Linked DNA regions of Sus scrofa: region 1 is linked to region 2. A link is a contact called in public Hi-C data. All regions are on one chromosome and are shown on one strand. Each heading gives the region's core, a stretch centred on a gene start, on an enhancer-like site or on the middle of the called end of the contact. The rest is flanking DNA. Distances are from core to core; before and after follow the strand shown. Region 1 has its middle 58 kb from the start of TEAD4. Region 2 has its middle 73 kb from the start of TSPAN9.

Evidence for each region. Hi-C and Micro-C count contacts between places; a contact is called where the count stands out from the background.
Region 1: a contact with region 2 is called in a Hi-C map of liver, with 3 times the contacts expected there. The contact joins two enhancer-like sites. A contact is called at or near these places in 1 of 5 promoter capture datasets (liver), 13 of 47 Hi-C or Micro-C datasets (adipose tissue, brain, fetal heart ventricle and 6 more) and 1 of 2 datasets of contacts at active chromatin or transcription factors (skeletal muscle).

The regions. Positions count from the first base shown.
Region 1 is chr5:67,108,323-67,111,026 of Sscrofa11.1, reverse strand. No RefSeq gene overlaps it. Among named protein-coding and RNA genes, the nearest start is that of TEAD4, 58 kb to the left of the region's middle. Within about 2 kb of position 1,311, at least 8 of the 83 cell types and tissues checked have an H3K27ac peak or open chromatin away from gene starts, as enhancers often do. A contact at or near this core is called in liver, where this site is marked.
Region 2 is chr5:67,066,317-67,069,278 of Sscrofa11.1, reverse strand. It overlaps a transcript of TSPAN9 not described here. Among named protein-coding and RNA genes, the nearest start is that of TSPAN9, 73 kb to the right of the region's middle. Within about 2 kb of position 1,403, at least 9 of the 83 cell types and tissues checked have an H3K27ac peak or open chromatin away from gene starts, as enhancers often do. A contact at or near this core is called in liver, where this site is marked.

The sequences.
Region 1 (2,704 bases), core at 62-2,561, 42 kb before region 2:
GAACCTGCATTTCTTCAGACAGGGGCTGGCCAAGACCTTGTAAAACCTAGGTGGCTCCAACAAACCCGCTTTACATGTGCATGCTCTCTGCAGGCATTGACCCACCTTGGGTCATGCATGCCCATGGGCACAGCCACTCCCAATGACTGGTATTCATTATGTTCAGTCTGAGAACATGTACCCAAGCCAGTCTTGCCCCTACAACACATCCAAGGGTAGCCAGGGGTCTGAGGGCCCTAAGTTGGTCTGGGGGTTGGCATACGATGGCCCAATGTCTGCTCACTCATGACGTGTCGTCTATGGCTGCTTTTGTACTACAGGAGCAGAGTCGAGTAGTTGTGACGGAAACTGTATGGCATGCAAAGTCTAAAATATTTAGTAGCTGGCCCTTTACAGAAAACGTTTGCAGACCTTTGACTATGTTTTCCAACTGTTTCAGTGATGACAACAACAAAGTAGGGTTGCCAGATTTAGCAGTTACAATACAGGACACTCGGAGTTCCTGTCGGGGCTTAGCAGAAACGAATCTGACTAGGAGCCATGAGGTTGTGGGTTCAATTCCTGGCCTCGATCAGTGGGTTAAGGATCTGGTGTTGCTGTGAGCTGTGGTGTAGGTCGCAGACACGACTTGGATCTGGTGTTGCTGTGGCTGTAGCCTAGGCGGGTGGCTACAGCTCTGATTGAATCCCTAGCCTGGGAACCTTCATATGCCACAGGTGCAGCCCTAACTTTGGCTCGGATTTGAATCTGCTCCTTGGCCTGGGAACTCCATGTGCCACGGGAGCAGCCAAAAGAAGAAAGAAAGAAAGAAAACAAACAAAAAAACACCAGATGTATAATATAATTTTCTCATTGTCTGATTTAATGGCCCAATTTTCATCCCTGGTAGATGCAGAAACTACCACTCTTTCCTGGTAGATATGGAAACAGGCCTGGTACACCCTGCCTCACACTGTTTCTTCGTACCATCTCCACGTCAGAGGGTTGGCTGAAGTCACTCTAGATGGGGGACATGACCTCTGAAGTAGCTTTGTGCCTCTGGCTGGTGGAGGCTGGCTGAGGCAGCAGTCCCATGCCCATTTACTGGCTAAATGACCTGGAGGAAATTACCTAACCGTTTGAGCCTCACTTTCCTCCTCCGTAAGGTGGAGGGATGACAGTGAGACCCTGCCTCGGAGGGTGATTATGTGGATTCAACGAATTAGCACAGGTAAGGGACTTGGAACCAGGCCTGGTACATAGCCCTTGGTAACTGTTGCTGTCCTTTGCTTTACCAGCTGACTTGAAGAATCCAATGGGCAACGTGGAGTGTTCCCAAACCCAGCCTCCAGCAGTGTGGACTCTCCCCACTAGGTGTCACAATTCAGCAGACCCTGCCGGTCCCTTAGCTCTGACTTTTTTTTTTTTTTTTGCTTATTATCATTTTTGATTTGATTTGGTGATTTCAAGGGGATAAACTAACACACCATTTCTTGACGTCTCTGGGGATCTAGAAATTCCAGCAGAACTGCTGTTGTCCAGGGCTGGAAGAAGCTCTTTGGAGGGCTGCCTTTGTTCAGAGTTAACGTGACATGTAATTTATTGTCCAAACCAAGATACTTTGAGAGTGAAAGTAATGATGCTAGGACAGGAGGAATAAATGGGCTGTGCCCCAAGATCCTGGGTATGGGCATCCCATCCATGGGGGTTTTTCCTCAGCATTTTCAGACTCCCCAGGACAGAAACTCCCTGACACTCCTGGACCTGTAAACAAGGTCCTTTAAACTTTGACCTTGTGGGGAGTTCCTCATGTAGTTCAGCAGGTTAAGAACCTGGCTAGTATCCACGAGGATGTGGGTTTGATCCCTGGCCTCACTCAGTGGGCTAAGGATCCATTGTTGCATGGCAGTGTCTGTGGCATAGGCCTGTGGCTGCAGCGCCAATTCAAGCCCTAGTCCCGGGAACTTCTATATGCTAGGAACTACCAAATGCCGTAGGAATAGCTCTAAAAAGAACAAACATACAAACAAAAACTGTGACCTTGTGTTTTGGGAGTTGTCATAATTCCCTTCTATGTCTTCCTGCCCTAAGAATGTCCTGCCTCCTTTGTCGGGTCATTTGTTTGAGTTTTGTCCTCAGTGGATGAGGTGGGTACGTGTCTGCCCCAGACTTCAAGGCTGAATACTTCCTTACCCCCATAGCTTTTCTCCCAGCTGTAAACCCCTTCAGAGTTATGAGTGCTCCAGCTCTGGAGGGAGGGTGAGCAGTGTGGACACTTTCTGGGTTATTGCTGAGGGGATTCTTCTAAGGTTTCTTCCAACCCGAGGCTCCATAATCCTATTATTTCAGATTTGCTTATCTCTCATTAAAGGGCAGGAGAGGCTAATGTTTGCACCTGCCATGCATCTAATGTTGTGCCTCCACCATCTTGGTCATCCCATCAACCCTTTGGGATCAGTATTATTAAACCCCAATTTTGGGAGTTCCTGTTGTGGCTCAGTAGCAATGAAACCAACTGGTATCCATGAGGATACAGGTTCGATCCCCAGTCTTGCTCAGTGGGCTAAGGATCTGGCATTGCCATGAGCTGTGGTGTGTGTTGCAGATTGAGAGGCTCGGATCTTGCAGCTCTGATTCGACCCCTAGCCCAGGAACTTCCATACGCCCCAGGCACAGCCCTAAAATGCAAAACAAAAATAAAAAAGAAATTTAAATCCCAATCTCA
Region 2 (2,962 bases), core at 154-2,653:
GCCCTGTGTGAGGCTGTCTTCCGTGGCTGCAACGAAGCCGTGCATGGCAGGCTTACCTTGGGGGAGCCACCCGTCACGGATGGCGAGGCCCCACCCGTGAGGGACAGTTGCAGAGCCTCCCGGGACAAACTGTGTGGAACCGGGAGAGGCTTTTGGGATCTGTGGACTTAGCCCAGGGTCTGGAGCCAGGCAGGCTCTTGCTGCGGGCTCATTTGCAGATCTTGGCTCCGACCCAGGGGCTCTGAAAGTTTCCTCTTTAGGAGACTGACAAGGTTGGGGGTGCGTCTTCCTGGAGGTCCTTCCAGCTCTGCCTGTTTGTCCCATGCCTTCTATGGGTCAGGTGGCCAGGAGCACATGAAAGGCCTACCCCATCTGATCCTCCCCCACTAGGCTCTTATTTGTCTTCACCTTACAGATGAGTTTGGGAGCAGAGGTTCCAGCCTGGCTCCCTAGGTCAGATCTGGGCCACTGGTGCATTTTGTTTGAGCCCACTAGATGTTTTTGTTTTTTAGAGCCAGTGTTTAAACACTGAAGAGATTTCACAAACTTAGAGATTCCTGGCTTTTTAGAGCTGAAATGAGGTCTAGTTGCCTGGAGCCCACCCTCCTGGAGGCGACAATTGGCTGTGTCTCAGTTGCAGGCACCACCTTCAGGCGGGGCCTGTGCTTTCCTGATCCACTCCTGGCACAGCGCGGGGAGTCACTAATTTACATGTTCCACCTGCCTCTGCAGGCGCTTGAGTTTGCAAACCTTGATTTAAGGGTGCCCTCTAACCCCCACTGTAGGTCAGTAGGGCTGCAGTGCAGGGGGCAGGAGGCAGGCTTGGCTTTCTGACGGTGAACTGTGAACCACACCCAGCAGGGATTCTGGGTCCTCTGTTGGAGCAGAGAAGCCCTAGGTCAAGCCTCTAGATGAGGAAGTTGGCAAGAATCCCCCTTCCCGTGAGGTGTGTCCCCAGCCCTGTCCTGTGCTGTGCCAGTGAGGTGGTCTCTGCTTGCTCATGTTTCAGTCCAGAGAAAAGCCTGAGTCTTTTCAAAAGGCTTTGATGGCTTTTTGTGTACTGCCTGTCCTCCTGCACCTTGCTTTCTGTGTACTGGCAGGTTGAACCCGGGAGACCCACCTCCCCACCTCAAGGAGCATTACCAAAGTGCCACAGAAAGAGCTTGTATTTTGCTCCAGGCAGACAGGGGCAGGAATAGGGATGTCTGCTATTGGCCAGGCCCCCTGGGCAGGCCGGCAGGATGCTGATGCTGGGCCTCCCAAACAGGGCAGGGTCCTGGGGCGGTGGGGGCTCTGGTGGATGTGGAGGTTTCCTGCACTTGGTGTTGGTCTGTCCAGCTGTTTCCTCCTGATAGAATGGCCGGACAATGCCATGGTGACTCAACTCCCAGCACTGTCAATGAACAATAACGGATAGTCAGGGTCAGTTGGGGAGTGGTGCTGGGCCAGTCACCGGCTTCCAGGCTCCCAGGTGGGAGGAGCCGGTTGCTCTGCTTGCTCTGGGTGTCCCAGGGTCCTCTCCGGGTTGGGGCAGCTTCAGGCTGTTGCTTTTGGGTCTCTCTGCTTCTCTGTGCACAGCTGATGCTGAGCGTCTGTGGTTCCATGCTGACCAGCTGCCCGCCTGCATTTCCAAGTCAAGCTTTGCCAGACCCCTTCACCCTTGGTTTGAGGTTCTGTGGGTTTGGCGCGGTCCCTGGGGTTCTGAGTCTCTACCCAGGCGTCCAGGACCTGGATAAGCTTCAGATGAGAAAGACAGCTGTAGAATTCTTTAATCTCCTCCAGTGGGTAGAGGATTAAGCAATTTTTTGGTGGGTTTGTTATTGTGTATTATGATTCTTTTTTAAACAAAAGCAATTGTTTTTTGTGTATTTTCTGGGTCCCTATCATGCTTATTACTAAGTAGCACTTTTTGTGAGTTTATCCAACATAATCCTTCCATTAACTCTCAGAGGGGCTCTCGTTACCCCCATTTTACAGATGAGGCATCTGAGGGTAAGGAGCCTGCTTAAGACAGCATATCCTCCTCACATTAGTGTCCTGTGACATAGGACTTCCCAGGGAGGGACATGGTGTGGAAGAGTTAAAGAAGAGACTGGGAACCAGTGATAGAGGTGTGAAAGGAGCTGTGTAGGGAGGATGCCCTGGGGAGCGGGGCCCCGTTCCTGGGGTTTACAGCCAACAGCGGAATAGGCGTGTGATCAACTTGCTCTGATGCGAGACAATGTGATTGGTGCTGACAGTGGCGCTGCCAGTGTGATCTGGCACCACATTTTTGCTGCTAAAAGAGCACATAGCAGAAGAGATGCTTCCGAACAGAAGTGGGAGATTCCTGGCCCATAGGACTGATTTAGCTGTCAGCATGATTGACACTGGTCCATGTAGAAAACACTGAGATGTAAGTGCCATGTATGTCTAGAGTTGCAAAAATGCAACGTAGCTGAGAATTATTTTTAGTGCAGTTATTTGTGAATGTATATTAACAGCCTGAGAAATATTCATTCTGAGTCAGTAATTCTGTTCTTTGGAATTTTTTTTCTTTTCCTTTTCTTTTCTCTTTTCCTTTTTTGGCTACATCCACAGTAAATGGAAGTTCCTGGGCCCAGGGATCGAATCTGACCCACATCTGCCATAGCTGTAGTAATGACGGGTCCTTAACTCACTGTGCTGGGCTGGAGATCGAACGAGCAACACCACAGAGAGAAGCCAGATCATTAACCCATTGAGCCACAGTGGAAACTCCCTGTTCCTTAGAATTTATACTGAGGAAGTAAGCATATGTATATGTCTATGTACAGACATAGATACCTATGTGTATACACACATATATCTTTATTATAGCATTATTTATAATATTTAAAATTGGAAACATACCAAATGCCCAACAATAGATGATTTTTTGTAAATTTTGATACATTCATATGCCAGTCTACCATATAGCCTTTAAAAAAAATCATGTCTTCGG